Linked DNA regions of Cricetulus griseus: region 2 is linked to region 1. Evidence: chromatin contacts called from public Hi-C data. All regions are on one chromosome and are shown on one strand. The core of a region is the stretch at or near the end of the contact, and the rest is flanking DNA. Distances in the headings are between cores, read along the strand shown.

Region 1 (6,897 bases), core at 1,318-3,817:
CGATCAGGGACACCTGGAAAGGCATGTTCAAAAATGCCTTCCCCCTGGCTCCCCTGAGCAGCACTAATTGCTGTATGATCTGGGGGTGTGTGTGGGGGGTGGACAGCTAGGAAACAATTTGCTGTGGGAAAGAGCAAAGCCAGTACACTGCTTTCTTTCACAAAACATTGGAATTGAAAAGCATCGTCCCAGAAGATGATGTGGAGAATGCCCTGTGCACAAAAAAAAAAAAAAAAAAAAAAAAGTTCTGGGTTTCCACTTTCGAGGCACAGAATGAGAAACTAATTTGGAAAGTGTTTAGAAAGATTCCGAACAACTAAGAGGCATGTTTGAGTCACTTGGGTCCTTGGCTCCCAGAAGAGAAAAGAAAAGAAAAGAAAAAGAAATTTCCCTTCCCTGAACAGTCAACAACAATGAAATGAAACATTATTTAGGAGACGCTAAGGAATCAGGAAGTCTCACAGTGTGTAGGGATAAATATGCTATATACTAATTATATTCTAATTAGGCTCACATTAGCAAAGAAACCCCAACATTACAATAATGTGTCCCGTTTCTTTCTGGACCACTTGTGACTTTTAAGGCGTGGCCAACTCTTTTATGGCTCTTTTCACCACTCTCTCTCATTTAAACTAGAAATGCCCTATCATTGACATATTTTTCAGAAAATAAAAGGAAAAATGTGTTTCCCTTAAAATTGAGCAGGGCATGTTTTAGTTCTCAAACATTCCTGATGTGTTGTTCTGCAGGTATGTAGCTTTTGATTAAAGCCAGCCTTTCTTTCTTTGTTTTTTAAAGAGAAAATTTACTTTCTCCATCTACCAGAGTCTCCATCTACCTAAGTTCGTGTTTCTCCAGTGTGTTCCTTAACCTCCTTGAGCACAGCCACCTGAAACTCTACCTGCTCTTACTTGGGAGTATTAGCCAGCCATCCTGAACTCCCCCCCCCAGATACCTGTTACAAGTTTGTTTCCAAAAGGGGAACATACAGGCTGTTGGTTACATTCAGTCCTGTTTGGGAACAGGGGCCGTGAGAGGTCCCTTGTAAAGAATGATGTGCTGTGTCAGTTTAGGTGCTTACAGGGGCTGGGAAATGTAGCTCAGTGGGTAAAGTTCTTGCCAAACATGCATGAGGCTCTGGGTTCAATCCCCATTACTATATAAACCAGGTGTGTCGGGCATTCCTGTGAAACCAGCATTAGGGAGATGGGATAGGAGGGTCCTAAAGTTAAGGTTATCTTCTCTGTATCTAGACTTTGTGAGACCCTGTCTCCAAAAACAAAACAAAGAAGTCCTTATAGGCCATGCCTTAACAGAAAGGCTTGATGGCCATTAGATCTCAGTGAACAGGGGGCATGTTTTAGAAACTTCTGACTGGGTCTGAGGGGACAAAAGGTAGAGCTGACAAAAGTGTATTTCTGGGTCTCTTGTCCTCTCACCACCGATTCTCTGAAAGCCTTTGCCCGTAATTCTGGCACTATCCAGTCCCTTGCATCTGGACAAGAGGACTCAGTCCTACAAAGATGACAATTTTAGAATCCAGAGAAATCCATGTTGGCCAGTAAGGTCTTGCTAAAGAGCCTGGGGCAAACATGAATTGTTCTCCTGCAGCTGGTGGGAAACACTGAAAACAAGGGTTTCCCTCTCTGGGAGTCCTGTGGAGTCAATAAATGAGAAAAGACCAAGCATACTCTGGACCTTTGAAGCTGGGGGGCTTAAGAGACAGGAAAACAGCAACAACAAACAAACAAACAAACAAACAAAAAACAAAGACTTAAAGCACCTTGTGCTAGCGCTTTCCACCAAAAGGCAACTTTGAGTATCCATGGCACAATATCAGCAAAGAGAGAAAGAAGGAAAGGGCAATGGGACAGTGGCAGCAGGGAAAATTGGGGCTCACCCCCTCTCGGACTCAACTAGAATTAGTTTCTGTGGCTTTCCCAGGGGAGGAAGGAAACGAAGGAGCCTCTTATCAATTCCCTACTCGGTGCCCACTTCCTTTCTAATTTCTTACTTAAATTCGGATTCTTTTTCTTAACAAGCCATCTGTGAAGGAGGGAAATTATTTTCTCATCTTTGTGACTTTCAGCTTGAGGCATTGATTTTCTGATAACTTCACAGACCTTGCCACACTTCCCCTCTCCGAGCAGCATACACCTGCCAGGTTAGGAGGTGCACCTTTTTCTTAACATTTCTCCCTCTTGAACACAAAGAGGACAGAGTGTGAAGGGCAGGGTGGGGAGCCCTTGTGGGATGGTGAAGTACAGAGACAGAGGGCAAATACGCACCATCATTTAATCCGCTGCCACCGCTGCTGCTGTCACTGGCTAAGGCGACGGCCACCGAAGCACAGCAGAGGCAGCACAACTGGAGCGCCTGCAAGAGAGAAAAAGGTGACACCCAAGTGTGAGCAGTAGCGCGGGTCGGGCGCCTCCCTGGTCCCGGCTGTGCGGCGCGCCCCTTGGTGGTGGCACCTGCCTTGGCCAGACGCCCTAGTCCCGCGGGGCCCCACGGCGGCCCGGGACCAGCGGCCCGGAGGGCGCACGCGAACAGGAGGGCGCACTCCATGGTCAGGTGCGGACGCGGTGACTGCTGGAGGCGTGCATTGTCCCCGAGGGCCGCGGAGCCCCAGGTGCGGCGCCAGGTGAGAGTCGCTTCTGCGGCTCACATGGCAGCGCGGGAGCCTGTGAGCCTCCTCCCTGCTCCGACTGCGCAGGCCTGCGGCGCTTCTGGGTGTAGGGGTCTCCAAAGTCCGGTTTGCAGCGCCGGTGGCGGGGAAGCTCTGCTGGTGATGCCCGCGGGTCTGCTGCGCGCGTGTCGGTGTCGGGGTGATTGTCTGCGGCTCGAGTAGAGCAGCGCCAGCTGGCTCCCCCAGCGCGCCCGAGCCTAGCGCCCGCCTCTCCTCCGCTCGGTGATTGGCGACCCGAGGCTTCCCTGGGCTCGTCCGAGCTCCTGTACTGCAAAGGGCGTGGGATTCCTGGGCCTGGGCTCTGAGGGAGGGGAAGGAGGGGGCGGGGAGGCCGGGTGGGAGTAAGGGGGAGGGAGGGACCTACGCACAGCCAGGAGAGGGATAGCAGCGTTCAGGGTCCGCCTAGGGATCCTAGCTTGGGGCCACAGAAAGATGAGCTGAGGAACTGAGAAGCTGGAGGCTCAGGTAAGGGGTGTGACTTCTGGACAACTCTTCTGGTGATGGCGAAGAAACCCAGGGTTCCCTGGAAACTTGCTGCAGTTTTCTCTTTTGCCTCGCCCGCGGCCCTGCCCTGACTAGGTGGCAATCCCGAACCTTTGATAAAGAGATGTGCATCCTGAAGCTTGGATGCATTCAAGATCGCCCAACTGCCCAGAATCCCACCAGTAACAGGCATATCTAGGGCAGCTTGAAGAATGAACGGTGAGCAGTGAATAACTGGTCACCGTCCCCAGTGTGTAAAAGAACCCCCACCCCTGCTCTGAGGTGGCCTTCTCTAGACTCTCTTCTACAAATTTAACCTTGTCCCCAGATTGCCAGACCTCTTTACACTCTAAGAAATAGAGCTTGTGTAGACATGAGGCACCTCTCATTCTGTATGGCTACCCATTTACTCAACGCACTTATTTGGTTCTTTTGATTCCTACAGTTAGTAGTGAGGAAAATAAAATACTCGTTTACAGGCCAGTGAGAAAGACTTTCATTGGACAGCTCAGCTGCAGCAAAACAACAACAGAAGCATGTAATCACAAATATTATCAAAGAGCACCAACCAAGTCCTAAGCAAGACAGACTGTAGTTGGAGGGGGGTTGTCAAATATGAGACATCTCTTAGAGATGCCACTGAAAAAGAAAAATTAAAGCCCAAGACAGCAAGTCCATTTTACAAGAAAGAGGGGACTAGGATTTACCCAATAAGAGAAAGGGTACAGCATACATGAAGAACTTTTGAAGCAGTGAAGGTAGTGGCCATGGTGGAAGCATTAAACAGGAAAGAGACAAAACCATCAGGTGCCTGGATGAGGAGGGCCCTGTAGTGTTGGCAGAGGTGTGCAAAGTATGCAGGTATATAGGATGCAGCATCCTATATATGTGACTGTGTATTGTGTGTAGGTAGTAAGCAATATCAGCTCCAAATATCAGCCAGTGGGAAGCCTGCCGAGCATGCAGACTGACCAGAGGTACCCAGGCAAGCAGAGGGGACAGAGTTAGGTTACTGTCGCCATCATCAGGGTGCAGAGCAAGGGTGGTAATAGAAGGAGACAGCCCTGTTCAGCCCCCTAAATACCATTTCAAGGAGGGCCTTGTCAATCTCAGAAAAAAGTGATAGGTCAATATACATAGTCTAGTTCACTGAGTGCAACAGTGAATGATAAACTTGGACTGTAGAGGCAAATGTGGCACATATCTGCTGTAAGGATGAAGCATGGTTTCAAAGTAAGAAAAATCAGGGTTCCATAATCACTGGGTCCCTGTCTTAAAATAAGTTAAACAGTAATCATCATGCTATATCTAAAGGGTATTCTAAGAACTTAGTATATTTTTCTAACCATTTCATAAGGAGGCCTTAAAAGTAAGAACAGGATATTTCCATATACTTTGTATAATAAGTTATGTGGAATTTACATATGCATCAAAACTGCCTGTGATGCTGAGCCAGGATCCATTGGGCATAGGACACAGAGATGAGCAGCTAGCTGATTGTGATAGGGGTGACTTAATGCATTAGGTGACTTCACCAAAGAAATGGACACTAAAGGAAATTAGACACCAAAGACATGCAGAAAAAAAAAACACCCACCATGTCACTAACCAATAGAATTAACAAAAATGGAGACTGGGTCAACAGTGCTGTAGGTCACAGCACCAAGCAAACACCAACAGAAACTGGAGGGACACTTAGTCTGTCCACAAAAAGCTGATAAAAACTGTGCCCCTGGCAAGTGTTCTTCCTCGAATTAAGATGAGTTTGCAAGAAATTACCCACATCCTTTCAGAGCAACTCTATTTGTGGCTAAGCTCAAGACTGGAATCCAAAGCTTATAGTTAGAGGGAATATAGTTCATCCTGTCAGGAAAGGTAGGCAGCAGGTTACATTGTGTCCATCCTCAGGAAGCAGTGAGATGAATGCTGGTGTTCAACTCATTATCTCCTTTTTATTTGATCTAAGATCCTCCCCATGGACTTGTGCCAACCACATTTAGAGAGAGTCTTTCATCTCAGTTATTAGCCCAATCCTCTAGATAGCGAACTGCCACACAAACATGCCCAGAGGTTTATCGATTAGGTCATTCTGATACTCTCAGATCGTCAATCAATATTAACCAACACACACACACACACACACACACACACACACACACACACACACACACACACAGAGAGAGAGAGAGAGAGAGAGACGACGAGAGAGACAAGAGAGACAGAGAGACGACAGAGACAGAGCAGACAGACAGACAGACAGACACACACACACACACACACACACAGAGAGAGAGAGAGAGAGAGAGAGAGAGAGAGAGAGAGAGAGAGAGATGATTCAGGGCCAACTTCCAGATGTTTCCAGGCTGGGGGTAAGGGAGGGATTGCCCCAGGGAGAACACGAATGAACAGTGTAGTTCCTAATATTAGTCTTTTCTCCAAAAACATGGAGTCATTAAGTATCCATTCATTAAGGTCCTCAGCCTCCTTCTGAACCTAACAGAGTTGGTTCAACCCCCTTAGTGTCATTCCAATTCTTATAATTCAATAGATCTCAGTCTTCTAAAATTTGGTTCAGTTTCCAGGAACTATTTCCTATATTACCACAGATACAGCAATCAAAACTCTGATAGTGTTCATTTACCTATGGAAGTGTCTAACCTTTCCTGCAGGGCTGATATACAAACATTTGCAAAGCCTTAACTTCTGGGATGACTTCACACATCCTGTTTCCTAAGAACTGGGCCTGCAATATGTTTGCACTACCTCTAGATGGTGACAGAGGGTCATCAGCATGGGGTCCAGCCTTGAACATAGGGATATTTTGTAGCATTTCTAAGTCATTTGATAATACTTTGAAATTTTTAGCTTACTTTAAAACAGTAATATCTAAAACACTGTAATAACTGTTAAAGTTCATAACAAATCAACAGACTTTTTTCAATCTTAGCCCAGAACATGGCATGCAGATGGTACTAATATATGGAAGGAAGAAAGTGAGGAAGAGCTAGAGTCAAGAAAACAGGAACATTTGACATAAAAAATAAATGTTTTTTCTCATTACCCTTGTTTTAAAATCAAAGATAAAAAACAAAAGTTGGTTTTATTTCTAGTGACATAAATTTAATCTTTTCTACAATTGTAATATACCTTCTCCTGGCCAGGTCAAAAAATATAATGTAAACTCTGTTCTTTCCTTATACTTCCCATTGTCCCTGATTCATAAAGGTGCAAGTATCCTTCCCATAGAGTAAAATGTCCTCACCATGGTTAGTTTTCTGAGCTGGCCACCTCTTGATTTTGTCCTCTCCTACAGGCACAGTGAGGGACACTGCTCCTCAGCCTCTCCAAAGCTGCATCAAAGACTTTGCTAGGTTTTAGTGAGCAGGTGTGTATCTCACATTTCCTGTACTTGCATATCTTAAGGAAAATGCCACCATCTCCAAGTGATGGAAAGGATAAAGGATAAGTGAAAACAAAATTTATTTCAGTCCTATAGCCAAAGGAAGAAGAAAACTCAGACATGGGAGACTTGGCAGATGTTTACATGGAAGACTAGGCAGATGTTTAGTAAAATACTTGAATGAGGACCTGATTTCAGATCCCCAAAATTCTGTAAAATGCTGGGTGAAGTAATGTAATGCTTGTAATCCAATACGATACTCTAAGATTAGAGGTAGAGACAGGAGGATCTCTCAAAGCACACTAGACAGCTAGGCTGGTAGATG
Region 2 (6,897 bases), core at 1,847-4,346, 140 kb after region 1:
TAGGCAAACATTCCCTCCACATCCGCATTCTAAGTGGGAGTGTAGAAGGACACCTTTGCTGAGAAGGACACCTTTGCTGTCACTGAGAAGGAGCTAGCACTCAGAACAGAATGAAGGAGGTGGCCAAGCAGTGTTTGCTGCCAGTGTAGGGCAGGCCGACTAAGCTCCAAGAGATAGAATTATTCTCTCGCTTGGCACATTTCACTAGCTTCCCACTGCTTAGGGGAAAAATGAGGACCAGGGACAGAGCTCAGTGGTGCAGTGCTTGCCGAGTATGCACATGGCTGGAGCTTTTACCTTGAGTACTATAGACAAAAATACACAGGAGGAAACTAAAACCCTCTCTTACCACAGCAAAGAGGTGCATTCCTATCTCTCCGGCATCAACCCCCACAGTGCTCCCTCTGCCTCTCCTCTGCCACACACTTCCCCCCTGTTCTCCAATACTTAAAACTCTGTCCAAGCTCACAGTCTCAGTCCCATCATTCTTTTATGTATAGCCCTAGTGCCTGGCACATTTCAGCTCCAAAGTCACTTCTTCAGAGATGTCATTCAAAGATCTTTACATTCTTACAGCCCACGCTCTCAACCACCCCACAGGTTTAGCAGCCAAAGGCTTTCTGCTATGGCTGTCCCTGAGTGTTGAACGCCTGTTGTTGCATCATCTCCTTACAGAGGACCAAACATAGGAACTTGTACACTCTAGGCAAGAGCTCTAACAGGAACTCCATCCCTAGCTTCCACCTCTTACCAGGAATTCGTCCACCTTTATTGCCTCTTTCTCTTTTAAAGCCACTTCAAATATCTCAAATTTTGATAGAATCTGGGCTCTCCTTCTTAACCCAGGAGGAGGGAGGATCAGAGACCTCAGTTTACAGTCCACACTGGACTCCGACCATTCTGTTTACATCTTTCCACATCAGAGTATAACCCTGGGGCCATCGGCATGTGTTGAGGCAGCTGGAACTGAGCTGTTGCGTGGCCAGATGAGTAAGACAGGTTCACAGATGATGTCCCAGCACCCAGTTCTTCCCAGCCTGTCCACACCTGGGCTGGGCTGTCATCACCAAGTGTCTGTGCAGCTTTAAGCAATTTAAGCTGAGAACAGACCTGCTGAGGGAAATGCTGACATGCACACAGAGGTGTAATTAATGTCCATGAAGTGATGCTGATGAGGACCTTAGTGCCCTGTGATGTAGTGGAACACTGAGTGCTTTCCACTGGGTAACCTTTAGGATAGAGATTTAGAGAGTGGAGTATGACTCTACTCTTCCTGTGTGACCCTGGGTCCCTGAATAACTCAAATAGCTGTCTTAGGAGAGATCACTCAGGAATGTCCTATCTTTTCTGAACAGTGCAGGGGAGGCAGGGGGCATGGTTGTTCTCTTATGTCTTCCCCCAAACGTCTTCCTTCCAGCACCCTTTGACTTTGGCCCCAACTAAACATACCCAAAGGGCTTTTCCAGAAAGAAGAAACTGAAGTCTCGAGTCCTAGAGGCCACCAGTGACTTAGAAAGTGGACATCTAGGACTAGAGAGATAGTCCACGCTGCAAACTTGAGGATGTGACTCCAGGTTTCTCAGAAGCCAAGTAAAAAGCCAGACACGGTGCCATGTGACTATAATTAATTCCAGAGCTTCAGGATGGCAGGTGGAGACAAAGGGGCCTCTGGATCTGAGACCAGCTTCTTGACCTGAACTTCGAGGCTCCGGGTTGATGAAAGACCTTGTCTTACAAAAGGCAGAATGCACTTGAGGACAGACATGTGAAGTTGTCTTCTGTCCCTGCTCCCCTGCAGGTGCATTACGTTACACTTGTGGGGTGTGTGTGTGCACACCCTTTCCTTAGGATGTGGAAATCCAGCTGTCGTCAATCACATCAAACTCTGCAGCTCAGGCACCAGTCCCCAGAGGGGTCAGACTAGGCCTTGGCTCAGAGTGTATGCCACCTTTAACTTCAGTGAGTTTTGCCATTATTGGCAGCCCACCTTCCATCCCCTTCCTTCTGGGCGTGATGGCTCTTGTACAGGCAGCGTGTGATGGCAAACTGAGATAACTCCAATCACGGTAGAAAACGGAAGTCAGACTGCATAAGAGAAAGAGGGTGAACCTCAGCAGACCGGACAAAACACTGCCAGCCAGTCAGAAAAATACTGGATGAGAGGTCATTGTACCGAGGTGTGAACTAACTAGCAACCTGCTAACTTATTCTACCGCTACAGTGAGCTACAGAGTAAGTACTACAAATCACAGGCCTCTGTAAGGGTTTGCAAGCATCAAATTAAAGATGTCCTTTTCAAGAGCCTAAAAACTGCAGGGGTGATGTCAATGCCCCACCTACTTGCCCTTGGATATCTTTGTACCATGTGTCAGGGGGCTTTTGCTACCAATGGAACGACTTGGAGAGTCTGATCTTGGGTTAATGAAGTTAGTTTTGCTCATGGGCTTAGCAAGCCACAATTCTGGGGTAAGCATTGTCTCTGCCTCCTACTCTTCACAAAGGGCTGACAGGTACAGTTCTGGGAAATCCCCATCTCCCTTGCCCCAGATTTTAGGACACCATTTCCTTTCCAAAGATGCCCTGATGGGATCCGGGGGAAGCTCCCCAGTCTGCAACTTTTGCCCGAGCTTGCTTTCTTCTTTGGCATTGTCTCCTGGCCTGGCCTGGCCTGCCCTGCCCTGCCAACCCACTCTCTTCCTGCTTCTCACCAGCAGCCTCTTCTTGAAACTGTGTCCTCACCCGAGGTTTCTCACCAGTCTCTCCTCCAACAGCATTTTGAAGTGTAAAAGCCAAGTGGGGGAGCTGTGATGGTTGAGTACAAGTGTCAATATGCCTGACTAGATAGCCTGGATAGCCAGTGAAGCACTATCCAGAGTTTATAAGGATGGTCCCTGAGGAGTCTGTGTTTGGCAGACTGGATAAAAAGCTGCCACTTGAATAGAGTGGGCATCGTCCAACTGTCTCAGGGCCCAAAAAAGGACAAAAGGGTGAGAAAGAAGAATTCACTCTGCCTGGGCTGACATCCATTTGCTTTCTAACCTTGGAAACTGGCAGCCCCGGTGTTCTTGTCGAAGGACTTTGAACTTGACTAGGACCTACATCATTGGATTCCTTGGTCTCAGGCCTTCTGGACTTGGGTTCAAAGTACACTGCTTGCTTTCCTGGATCTCTGTCTTGCAGATAATAGATTCTAGAACATACCAGCCTCTGAATCACATGAGCTCTCCCTAAGGCTACATTCATTGTATCAGTTCTATTTGGGTGATCCTGATGCAGAAGTCTTCTCCGGAGAAGAAACAGCTCAAAGAATTACTATTGGAATCCAAAACCACAAATGTGACTAGAATGCTGTAGACACACTCAGGACTCTGCCTCAGTGAGCTGCCAAACAAATGCATTGTAACTTATATTCCAGATAACATTCATGTGCTGCACTATACCGTGCACATCTGTAGACAGACTGCTAGGTGAATTCACCACAAGACATTAATGCCTCCATGCTAATTTCACCGTCAAACTATTGCAGAACACACAGATGGCATATCTTTGGGTGCTGCTTCTCACCAGGAGGTTTGTGGGAATGCAGGCTGATCTTATCAGCATCACCCCGATAGGGCCAAAGGATACCTTTCCCCCAAAGCAGAGTCTTCATTTATAACCAGCCATCAGGGATATAATGTACATGAAAATACCCAGCCTTTGTGGCTGGCTGTACCTTCTGAGCACTTTATGAAACTAATACTTAGCAAGACGTAATAAAGAACATGAAGATGGGAGTAGCAGAGAGGCATGGGTTTGGGTCTGCCTCTGTTTCACCAGCTCCATGATTCCAGAAATAAAAACGCGCATCTAGTTTGCTGTTCTGTAAAGTGAGCCCTTGAATGACTCCTCTCAGGTAGGTAGGGAGGAGCCTTTACATAATACATAACATAAAGTGTCTTTTTTATTTTTAAGGAGTCCTATCTAAGGAGTATCAAAACAGCACAGTCTGATTGACGGAACTTTTGAAGCCACGCCTCTGTAAGTTTCTTGAGGGCAGAGGCTGAATCATTTGTCTCATCAGTACAGCGTCAACCCTGCTGGAGTTACCCAATAAGCATTTCAAAGACTTCTGAGAAAGCTGTTGCCTCAGTTACCGTGGGGAGGCTGCCACCTGGTGGACAATGATCAAAACAGCACACCTCTGGAACCTGGGCTCTCCCCCAGAGGGTTGGAATAGCTTACTGCAACTGCTCCTAGCAGTCTGCACTAGTCATAAGTGTTTTCAAGGCAGCAGAAAGAAAAACACAGGAAGAAACAAAGTGATTTCTTCAGACTATTTCCCGAGCCAGAATGCTGGACTGTGTAGAATGGAGAAGTGAGCTGAGCTTGCGTGCATTTCTCTCCACTTTTTAACTGTGAATACAATGTAAGCATCTGCTTCCAGATCCCCCTGCCTTGACTTCACTACCTTAAACTGGGAACTGATTTAAGCCCTTTCTCCCTCGAGTTGCTTTTGTCAAGAGTATTTTGTCTCAGCAATAAGACAAGAAACTAAGCCACTGCCCAGGTGTAAGGTGGAGCCTCGGTACATACATCAGCCTTGCCACTCAAGGCAACATTATATCACAAAGCCACAAAAGCTGTGCAGAGACCCTGGATACCTGTACCGCTGACCATGCCCAAACGCTCTGTTTATGCCTGCATGATGCACCGCACTCCCTTGCTCAGAGATCAGCATCCCCTTTTGCCAATCGGCTGTTTTCCCAAGGACTCCATGGAAGTCCAGGTCACTTATTGAGCGATGACCACAATTTCCTGAACAGAGTTTTCAAGCAAAGGCAATCATGTGAGGGAAGTCCTACTCACTTCCATCAATTCATGTCTGCCTCTGCCTCCAGAGAGCACTCAATCAGAGACGACCATCATCTCCATTCACAGAAGCCTCTAAACCCTTCCAGCTAATTGGCCCAGGAAGAAAACGGTGCCTGAAGGACTTCGTGGGACTTGACACAGGCTGGCCTCTGCCTTCTCCCTTCCTGGCAGCTATTTCCTGCACCACATGGGGGACGTGGAAAAGATGTTTCTGTTAGTACCAGACATTAGCGCTGGACAAAAGTAAACTGGGGTGGGGTGAGGAATATCAAATCAGTTACCCTGATCTCAGACCTCCATCCCTAGAGCAGATGCCACACCAGGGTCTCCCCATTTATTGGACATCTCAAGTGTCTTTCCTTCCTCCTAGAGATGGAGGAAGACTCCCCTGATTTATTTCCTGCCTGTCGCACTGGAAAGTTGGCATCAGTGTTACAACCGAGAGATTTCTGTTGAAACACGTCAGGCTTCTCCTCTGTTACCCACACACAGAATCCGAGACATTGGTACTGAATAAGGGCCAGGTGGAGTGTGGAAATCAAATAGCACAGCTTCCTGGGGGAAGAAACCCTATTGGAAGGATTCTCCAGGCAGAGGCAGAATAATAGCTTCAGGCCTGTATCGCCCTCAGCCAGGTGGCATCACTTCATAAGCCCATTTTCTAACTGGTATAATAAGTGTGGTATTCCATATGGCAGAGCCCTACAAGGAAATATTTACCATAACTCTGTACCCCTTCAAATGTATTTTTTAAAATGAACTTGGAAACTACCTATGGGAAGGGCATCCATGTCCGACATGTAGGGGCACTCAGAAAACCATGTTCGATTCCAAAGCGCAAACACTGGATTTATTTGGTACAAGCAGTTTGGACTACACTTTCAAGAGTACATGCCCAGTGTGTTTGGGCTTTGTGCAGCCTGGTATTTAATTCTAACTATACTCTTAGAGCCCACTCAAGGGACAAAAGTCCTAAAGCTTCATTGGATATCAGTATCTCATGCTTTAAAATGATCATGGCATGCTGTCAAATTGCCTTCTAAATATTTGTATTGATACCCATAAACACGGTGGGCTGCTCTCAGCCTCCGTTGGAGAAGCGTCTCTTGGCAGTGGACACTAGTCAATGGGAAGACTGGTCACAGAGCAGAGGTGCAGGGCTCAACCCTAAACTTTATCATCTACATCACACACAACACTCTGCAAGCCTCAAGTCTGGAAAAGGAGGCAAAAAATGTAGGAGCTGGAGGATGATGAGGAGTGCTATGAAATGCTGTCTCCTAGACCAACATGACTATCTCATCATACAACTATGGTTACCTGGGCAAGAACAAGCCAGCCAGAATTCCAGCATTGATGAGTGCGGTGAGCCCCAGGTGATCTCCTAACCCTTAAGGAGAAGCTACCTGAGGGTGATAGCTGCTGGGGGAGGGGCTATCATTCTTTTCTGAGGGTGCTCTTACTGGATGGCCCCATGCCCGTGCATATACAGCTGGGCAGTGCTAATTGGATTTAGTGGGTTATAAAAAATAAAACAGATGTGAAGCTTAGAGGGGAATATGTTGAGGAAGACATGGAGGGAGCTGAAGGAGGTGGGGGGTAGATAAGATCATATTTCCTTGTGAACCTGCATGAGATTCTCAAGAGTAAAAAAAAAAATGTAATTCAAAACCAGAATGAAACAGCCTTCCTGAGGTTCTGATCCAGCATGTCAGAGTGGGCCTCAGATCCTAAGACATGTAGCATTTAGATAGCAACTCCAAGTCCTCTTGCTACAAAGCACTGCTCGCACATTAGGCATTATTACTTCAAGAAGCAGAGGTACCTGTTAGTTTTTATCTGACAGAGAAAATGCCTACAGAGACTGGGAAGTTGGCTCCATGGACAAAGTGGGGGTTGTGCAAGCCTGACAACCCGAGTTAGAGTCGCCAGAAGTCAAATAAAAAACAGCCAGGTGTGGTCCCAGCATATCTGCAGTCCTGGCATTCCTATGGTGAGAGGAGAATCAGGAAGTTTGTGGGACAGGTTGCAGAGGGGAAAACA

Evidence for each region. A called contact is a pair of places that touch in the nucleus more often than the background predicts.
Region 2: a contact with region 1 is called in a Hi-C map of liver, with 2.4 times the contacts expected there. The contact joins the enhancer-like site here to the promoter of Adamts18 in region 1. A contact is called at or near these places in 2 of 8 Hi-C or Micro-C datasets (the CHK-Q cell line and liver).

The regions. Positions count from the first base shown.
Region 1 is chr3:190,247,894-190,254,790 of CriGri-PICRH-1.0, forward strand. Adamts18 (A disintegrin and metalloproteinase with thrombospondin motifs 18) reads right to left here and starts at 2,568. Exons shown (of 23, transcript XM_027406073.2): 1 at 2,479-2,568; 2 at 2,289-2,376. The coding sequence starts at 2,568.
Region 2 is chr3:190,385,800-190,392,696 of CriGri-PICRH-1.0, forward strand. No RefSeq gene overlaps it. Among named protein-coding and RNA genes, the nearest start is that of Adamts18, 140 kb to the left of the region's middle. Within about 2 kb of position 3,097, at least 1 of the 6 cell types and tissues checked has open chromatin away from gene starts, as enhancers often do.